Regions from separate parts of the Triticum aestivum genome. Here region 2 is linked to region 1. Evidence: chromatin contacts called from public Hi-C data. All regions are on one chromosome and are shown on one strand. Each heading gives the region's core, a stretch centred on a gene start, on an enhancer-like site or on the middle of the called end of the contact. The rest is flanking DNA. Distances are from core to core; before and after follow the strand shown.

Evidence for each region. A called contact is a pair of places that touch in the nucleus more often than the background predicts.
Region 2: a contact with region 1 is called in a Hi-C map of leaf, with 2.3 times the contacts expected there. The contact joins the promoter of LOC123168369 here to the promoter of LOC123164646 in region 1. A contact is called at or near these places in 2 of 5 Hi-C or Micro-C datasets (both in leaf).

What each region holds. Positions count from the first base shown.
Region 1 is chr7D:27,770,226-27,774,381 of IWGSC CS RefSeq v2.1, reverse strand. It overlaps LOC123164646 (7-deoxyloganetin glucosyltransferase), which reads left to right and starts at 1,889. Exons shown (of 2, transcript XM_044582193.1): 1 at 1,889-2,633; 2 at 2,868-4,138. The coding sequence starts at 1,955. The coding sequence ends at 3,802.
Region 2 is chr7D:27,929,477-27,933,632 of IWGSC CS RefSeq v2.1, reverse strand. It overlaps LOC123168369 (peroxisomal membrane protein 11-5), which reads right to left and starts at 2,244. Exons shown (of 8, transcript XM_044586240.1): 1 at 2,025-2,244; 2 at 945-1,152; 3 at 761-835; 4 at 601-675; 5 at 381-461; 6 at 203-275; 7 at 1-121. The coding sequence starts at 1,136.

The sequences.
Region 1 (4,156 bases), core at 640-3,139:
AAAATGTAGTCACAAACATGGCATGCATATGTCATGAAACATTTTCCTACAAAATTCATAAATTCTTTTTTGTAATCCAATATGCCAGTCACAATTTTTTGAAATTCTTTTGTAGAGTAATATTTTTTTTGGCGATGGAGATTATTTAGAGTAAAATTACTACACCATATTTAGGTATCTGAAACCTTAATCTAGTGATAATTCGAATTAGCTGTTATTTTTAAGATGGCAAAATTTTGAATTTGTTTGCAAAATGTTGACCGTACTGGGAGGCATACTAAATGGGCAAAAGAGCGCTTCCCCCGTGGGGAAGACAGTTCATTAGTGCCTCCTACAAGGCGCAATTCCTATTTGTGGCTTCGCTGAAGCGCGGTCTCCCGACGCCCCAGTTTGGGCCAGCCCATGGTTACTTTGCTGTTTCTTTTTTTTCGTTTCTGTTTGTATTTATTTTCTTTTATTTTTATTTTTTATTTTTTTACTTTCCCTTTTTTCTTTTATATTTTGGGTATTATATAGTATAAAGTTCATTGTGTGTTACCAATTTTTTCATAGTACTAGAACAATGCCCGTGCGTTGCAACGGGATATAAATATTCTAGTATGTTAGCTTGTAATTTACGTGCCCATAATATGCGCTTATGTAAATAAATGTTCGTCAAATTTTGTCCGTGGTTTACCTTATATTTTGATCAGAAGTGATTTACCTGCCCATAATATGCGATTGTGTATATAAATTTTCATCCAATTCTGCCCCTAATTTACCTTATATTTTGATCAGAAGTTTGGTAAGTAAATTAAAGTAAAATTGGTTCAAAAGGTAAGTAAATTAGTGTGATTTAATACTATACGGGGAAGGTTGGATGAAGGGGTGATGGAAAGAAAGGTGAAATGGGAACCTTACGTTCTTTTTAAGTAGTAGAGATAATAAGAAAATGTTCACGGTATACTACAAAAAGTTCACCATCCATTATAAAAATGTTCATCGTATATTTGAAATTATTCCGTGAATACAATAATGTTCATTGTGTGTCTTCAAATTTGTTCCGGGTTAAATATTATGAAAATGTTCGACGTGTATTCCAAAAAATTTCAACGTATGTTAAAAAGATTCAATGTGTAGTAAAAAATTCTCAACATATATATTCATATTTTATGAAAAAATTCACCGTATATTAAACATACTAATATAATAAAAAATGCTTTGTGTATTAATAAAATGGTCAACATATATTAAAAAATGTTCAACGGATATTAAAAAATGTTCAATGCATGTTTTTAAATAAAATAAAAACCAACCAAAAACCCAGCCCGATATAGTAAACTAGATGATACATTATGGGCCGCAGCAGGCAGAGTGGAGCTGAACGTACGCCGGTTATTGTGGTCCAATGAAAATGCAATACATGCCAACATATATAGAGCGAATCAACCTGTGGTTCGATGGTTGGAGAGACAGTGGTATTCTCAGCCCACCAGGGTTTACGGAGACGTTCCTGTCGACGACGAGATGCTTACGGTGACGATGATATGCCGGCTCAGTCTTTCGAAGGTGCTTATAGGGATAGGGTGTGCGTGCATACGTTCATAGATTGAGTGTATATGCGTATGTATGAGCGCTTGCGTCCGTACTGTGTTAAAAAAATAAAAAATATTAATAGAGCTTCCACAATAGGTTTGTGCGAGAGCAAGTAAAAATACTTCCTCCGTCCCAAAATAAGTGTGGTGCAACTTTGTGAGAGATGATATTTTTTACTTAAAAAAGGCCAGTTGTCTGAAGTTACCAAATGCGCCAAACTATTCGAGACAAACGGAAGGACGTGCGGATCACATGCATGGTCCCATGTCCTCCTCCCACAACAACAATAATTCATGAAGCCAACGGCAGAAGGCAGGCGGCTACTGAAGTCGAGATCGAGGCCGACTGATCCAGCAACCCGTGAGCACGCGGATTTTATATGCCATCGCGTCAGGAGCCCATGGGGCACAGCCGCATACGGCCAAACGCACAACACAGCGTTGAGGCTTGTAGCCTTGTGGGTGAGAGAGCTAGCCAGCTGAAGCAACAGCAAGGCGAAGCAAGCTCGCTAGCAAGGATGGGGTCCTTGCCGGCGGCGGGCGAGAGGCCGCACGCCGTGATGATGCCGTACCCGGCGCAGGGCCATGTGACGCCGATGCTGAAGCTGGCCAAGCTGCTCCACACCAGGGGCTTCCACATCACCTTCGTCAACAACGAGTTCAACCACCTCCGCCTGCTGGGCGCGCAGCAGTCGCAGGCCGCCGTGGACAGGCTCTGCAGCCTGCCGGGGTTCCGGTTCGCCACCATCGCCGACGGCCTTCCTCCGTCCGACCTCGAGGCCTCGCGGGACACCCCCGCCCTGATCTACTCCACCATGACCACCTGCCGTCCCAGGTTCAAGGAGCTCGTCGTCAAGCTCAACGAGGAGGCTGAGGCCTCCGGTGGCGCCGTGCCGCCTGTTACCTGCGTGGTGGCCGATAGCATCACGAGCTTCGCCATTAGCGTGGCGCGTGAGCTCGGCCTCCGCTGCGCCGTGCTCTGGACCGCCAGCGCCTGTGGTTTCATGGGCTACTACCACTACAAGGACCTACTCGATCGTGGAATCGTCCCTCTCAAAGGTATGTATGTATGTCTCTCTCTACATGCACGACAAAAAAAAGCTCTCTTCAACTACCAAGGTCTGTTCTTGTTTTTGTTGAAGTATGTACCAAGTCTAGCATGTCGTTGTGCACTCCTAAATCTGTTGCATCTGAAGAATTTAAATTAGACGCAGACATAGTACTTATTATAGAAAAATTCAATTGATGGCAACATTACATGCTAGTATAATTAATTTGTTGTTGGTGCAGAAGAGGCTCAGTTGAGCAATGGATACTTGGACACGATCATCGACTGGATCCCGGCGATGCCCAAGGACCTGCGGCTGCGTGACCTCCCGAGCTATTTGCGCACCACGGACCCCGATGACATCATGTTCAACTTCTTCATCCACGAGGTACCCGCCATGTCGCAGGCGTCGGCGGTGGTCATCAACACCTGGGACGAGCTCGACGCGCCCTTGCTTGATGCCATGTCCAAGCTCCTGCCGCCCATCTACACAGCGGGGCCACTCCATTTGACTGCTCGCAACAATGTGCCGGAGGAGAGCCCTATCTCCGGCATTGGGTCCAACCTGTGGAAGGAGCAGGATGCTCCCCTCCGGTGGCTCGACGGCCGCCCGCCGCGCTCCGTGGTGCACGTCAATTTCGGGAGCACCACGGTGATGTCCAAGGAGCATATGCTGGAGTTTGCGTGGGGGTTGGCCAACACTGGTTATGCCTTCCTATGGAACGTGCGGCCTGACCTCGTCAAGGGCGACGTCAAGGCCGCACTTCCGCCGGAGTTCTATGCGGCAACTGAGGGGCGGAGCATGCTGTCGACGTGGTGCCCGCAGCAGGAGGTGCTGGAGCACGAGGCCGTAGGGGTGTTCCTCACGCACTCTGGCTGGAACTCGTCACTGGAGGGCATCTGCGGCGGCGTGCCGATGGTGTGCTGGCCCTTCTTCGCGGAGCAGCAGACCAACTGCCGTTTCAAGTGTACGGAGTGGGGCATCGGTATGGAGATTGGGGATGACGTGAGGAGGACCGAGGTGGAGGCCATGATACGGGAGGCCATGGAGGGGGAGCAGGGGCGTGAGATGCGACGACGCGTGCTGGAGCTTCGCCAGAGTGCTGTGGCCTCTGCACGGCATGGCGGAAGGTCCATGCGCAATGTTGATAGGCTCATCAAGGAGGTGCTTCTGGCTTGAAACAAGCAAATTAAGCTGGTAAAAATAAATGGTTTGGCGAGTCTGAAGCGTTTATTAAGACGTAACCAACTCCTCTCCATTTGAAAGCTTAAGTCATGTTTTGAGTGATAGTTTACATGGATTACCAAGATTTGCTACAAAGACGATTGAAATACTTTGGACATTTGTAGCTTTATTCACATCTACTCCCTGGGTCCCATAATGCAAGATGTTTTTTGACACTAATGTAGTGTCAAAAAACGTGAGATGGAGGGAGTATGATTTACACTATAGGGATGTTATTATACGCCGAGTACCAGAAATAATCTGCAACACCCCAAACATACTTCGCTTTTACTCGGTGTTGGTTGACTC
Region 2 (4,156 bases), core at 995-3,494, 160 kb before region 1:
GTGACCTTTTTTGGTGCCAGTTGCAGCAGCCCCACGGCGACGACTATGTCGAGGCTCGATTTGATGAGGGCGAGCAGCCTCTCGTTGGACTTCTTCAGCTTCATCCGATACTGCTCGTTCTAGCATCACCGGTGCAGTATATTGTGTTAGTGGAGGTAATTACAGGAGATGTGTCATGTCAAGCTCCTACGGTCGAAACCACTGTACAGCTCTTGGTGCTTGAGGTCCTTCTCTAACTTCTTCATCGATTTGGAAAGCCGCTGAAGCTCGGCTAGCTAGAATGAAGAACGGATCAGATGTTAATTTCAGGTAATATACAAAGATCTGGCACAAAACAGAATCAAATAGTTTTCAGATAGCCATGTAGAGAAGCAACAAACCTCGATGATAGTAGTACAGGTATTGGATCCGAGAAAGCAATAAAATGCTATCCTGCCAAGAAACTCTGCTCGCTCCTTGTTCTGCAGAAACAGTTGTATTGTTTTGCTTGTCACCATGTAGGTAACTAAATTTCTTGGATGAACTTTTGGAGGGATAAATAAGGTAAAACCATATAAGGAATTAAACATCTAACATGCTGATGTGAACAACAATTCAGACCTTGTATACTCCTGTTCTCCCAGCCCAAACAATTTGGTCCAGAAAGAGGAAAGTTGACAGCATCGCGTTCTTCGACTGAGGACAGAAAGCAAAATTAGAAAATTAGAATCCTGTCTTCAGCTGACTATGTTCCCACAATGTAACACCAGCAGCAGCATACCTTTCCAAGTAAGATCAGCGGAAGTGGAGTTCCTTTGGCAGGGGGGCTAATCAGAGCTTGGAGATCATTAACAAACTGCAAACCATCAATAGTGCATCAGTGACGCCATAGACCATGTCAAGATTAAAATACGATATCTTTTCCTATTTGCAAACTCTACTACACAAAATAATTCACACTCTACCTTAAACAGTCGGAAAACTTTCCGAGCTAGACTAGTTGATTTGTCGACATTCTGTGCAGGTCCTGGTTGTCCGTTGCTCAGGAACTTGGATCCATATTGTATAGCTCTACAGATCTTATCTCTTGCCTCAGCCTTGCTTAGGTACAAAACAACCAGGCCAAGATCTCCTCTGACGGTGTCCAGCGAGGCCATTTTGTAGCTTAACTAACTGCAGAAGTAAATGTTGTATCAAAAACTCAAATTTGTAACAGTGAACAGAGGAAGATTCTCATGACAGAAGCATAAAACAAGAACTTAAACCGAATAATAATGTGTATTCACCCAACAATAATCTCTAGTGCATACTGAATATTGAACTGGGTTTAACAACCAAAGGGTTCAGAGCCTCATCAGACACAACCAGTAATTACGGGATATATTAAGATTGCTCAAATGACTGTTTCTTGGTTCATACTTTTATTCAGGGATTCCATACGATTTACACTCGCACATGTTGTTCAGAGGAACACAAAGGTCAACCCGGTGACATCCAATTTCGATCTGGCTGCAGCAATTCAGCCAAATTCAGCGCGCTGCGAGGTCTGTCAGCAGCTAACAGCGAAGAACTACGCGACTAAAATCAGAACCGCCGACAGTAATACAGAGCACCTCCGACTCCGAGACGTCGTGAACAGAGTCCAAGAATTACTAGTGGATCGCGACAGGGGCGGATGGTGAGGTCAGTTCGGAACCGGGCCCTCACTGTATGGGCGACTAAAAGCCGATACATCGAAGAGAAATTTCCATGGCCGCCGATTGGGTGCGGAGGCAGCAGGGGCGCTGTATATGCCGCGACGAGGCCGAACCAGCACGGCGACGGCGGGCGAAGCTGCCTATGCTAAGCTACGGCACGGCGGCGGTGGACTTAGGGGGCAGATCCGGCGTCGCCCACCGGATCAGGCGAGAAGGACGGGGAGAAGGGGATCCCGGGAGAAAGCGGGCAGGAAGTTAGTTGGTCAGAGGCGCGGCGCCGAGCAGGGGAAGAGCTTGCAAAGAGTAAAAAGAAAATTTTGCCATGGGATTCCGGGTTGGTGCTCGTACCTGACTGCAGGGGATCGTCTCCGGCGGCGGCGGCGGCGGGGCGGCGGCCTCGATCGAATCGCCCTTCTGTGTAAGCTAGCTGGATCACGGCGATTTGGACAGAGATGTACAAATACAGGACGCCACGAGCAAGCGTAACAGGTCTCCGTTATAATGCCAGGCTGGTAATTGCTACACGCCCCCGCACGCGTACGGTACTGCTCCCTTCCCTGAAGAAAGAATACATAAATTTTGTTCAAAGTCAAACAATGCCAAGTTTGAGCAAATTTATAGAAAAAAATGGACGCTGATAACTGCCACACGTGTGGGCGTTAAGGGATCTGCCCACACATTCTGTGTGGTGCTTAAGAGGACCAGCCCACACGCCTGTGTGTGGGCAAAATAACTAGCGCCCACACGCCTGTTTTTCCCTCCCGGTCCCTCTTACACGCGTGCGTGTGGGCGAAATAGATAACACCCACACGCCCGGTACGTCAGGTCTCGTACCTCGTGGTCCCGCACGCCCCACGTGACACTTTACCACGCGCCCGCAGTTGCCATGGGTCGGACCCTCGTCCATGTTCGTTTAAGTGCAGTTGCCATGTCGCTGAACTACGGTTGCCATGTCGGACAACTACAATTGCCATGTTTGCTCAACTACAGTTGCCATCTCAGGTCAAAGTTCCAGATTGCAATTTTTTGGACAACTACAGCTGTTGCCATGTGTGGTCTGGTCTACTGCAGTTGCCATGATTTTAAAACTTTAGGAGTTGCCACCTACTAACACTAGGCAGTTGCCCATGTAGCACTACAAAAAAGGCATGGAAAAAAAACATGTTCGGGTAAAAAAGAGAGTTGTCATGTGCTCACAAGCACGCTAGGGCAGTTGCCATGTAAAAAGAAAGAGTTGCCATGCTTACGTGCACGCTAGGGAAGTTTGCCATGTACCATACAAAACATATGGCAACTGATATGTTTGGGTAAAAAAAAGAGAGAGTTGTCATCTGCTTGCAATCACACTAGGGCAGTTGCCATGTACACAGCAAAACGCATGGCAACTGGCAGCTTGGGTGTGGGAGAGGAGGCGGGCGTGTGGGAGAGATGGCAAACGCCCACACACCAGCCCTTGTACGTGACTGAAAACTGGTGTGTGGGCGAACTGCTAAACGCCCACACACCGGCCCCACCGTGTGGTAAAACGGATGTATGGGCGACCTCTCTCACACATCACACACGCGAGTTGTCCTACGTGGCATACAAAATCAGCTAATTTGTGCCAAGATTCGTGCAGAAGTTACTGAACAGTGATGGAGGCGTGTGGGTGAGTTGGCTAACGCCCACACGTGTGGGCGTTACACTTTTCGAAAAAAAATTACTCTCAAAAACCAGGCAGAAAAGGGATATATCATATTTGGAAATTTGGAGAGTACTGCGGCCTTTCAATATTATTTCTATAGATTTCAAGATGCAACACTACCAACGTTTTCCTCGGACCGGGTTGGAGATAAGGGATGAACAAGCTCTATCGTGGGTTGGGTGCGACATATGCCAAAGGATGGCTTATCATTGTGGGAGCGAGTAGAACGTCGCCGGTGCCTGGAAGCGGGATGAGGCGTAGACACGTACGCCGGCGAACTTTACCCAGGTTCGAGGCTCTCCGTGGAGATAACCACCTTAGTCCTGCTCTGCGGGGTCTCCGCATGTTCACTAAGGCACTAGTGGTACAATGGTGCTCCTTGAGCTGTTTGCTAGAGGTGGAAGAAGGCAGGCACGCTCTCTCCTCCTCTAGGTACGAGTCTAGTTCTAACAGGTTGGAACCCTTTGCACGGGTGCCCTGGGGGTTTATATAGGCCTACCCCCAGGGGTACATTGGTAATCTGCCGGGCGTAGGACCCGGCTGTCGGTGTCTCTGGCTGCCGGCTTCTCCGGCGGCTGCTGGGGCCCGCCGACTGGTCTGGTACGTAGCCAACAGGCCGCTCCCGCCGCTCGCGGGTCTTGCCGGCTGCTGATCACTGTAGCTGTGATGCTAATGACGCAGGCTTGGTCGGGGGAGCGTGGCTATAGTCCCGCCGCCTGACGGGCGATTACTGTAGCCACACCGCGTCTCATTTGGTTGATGGCGCACGGGGCCCGAGGGAGGGATAAGCCGCCTG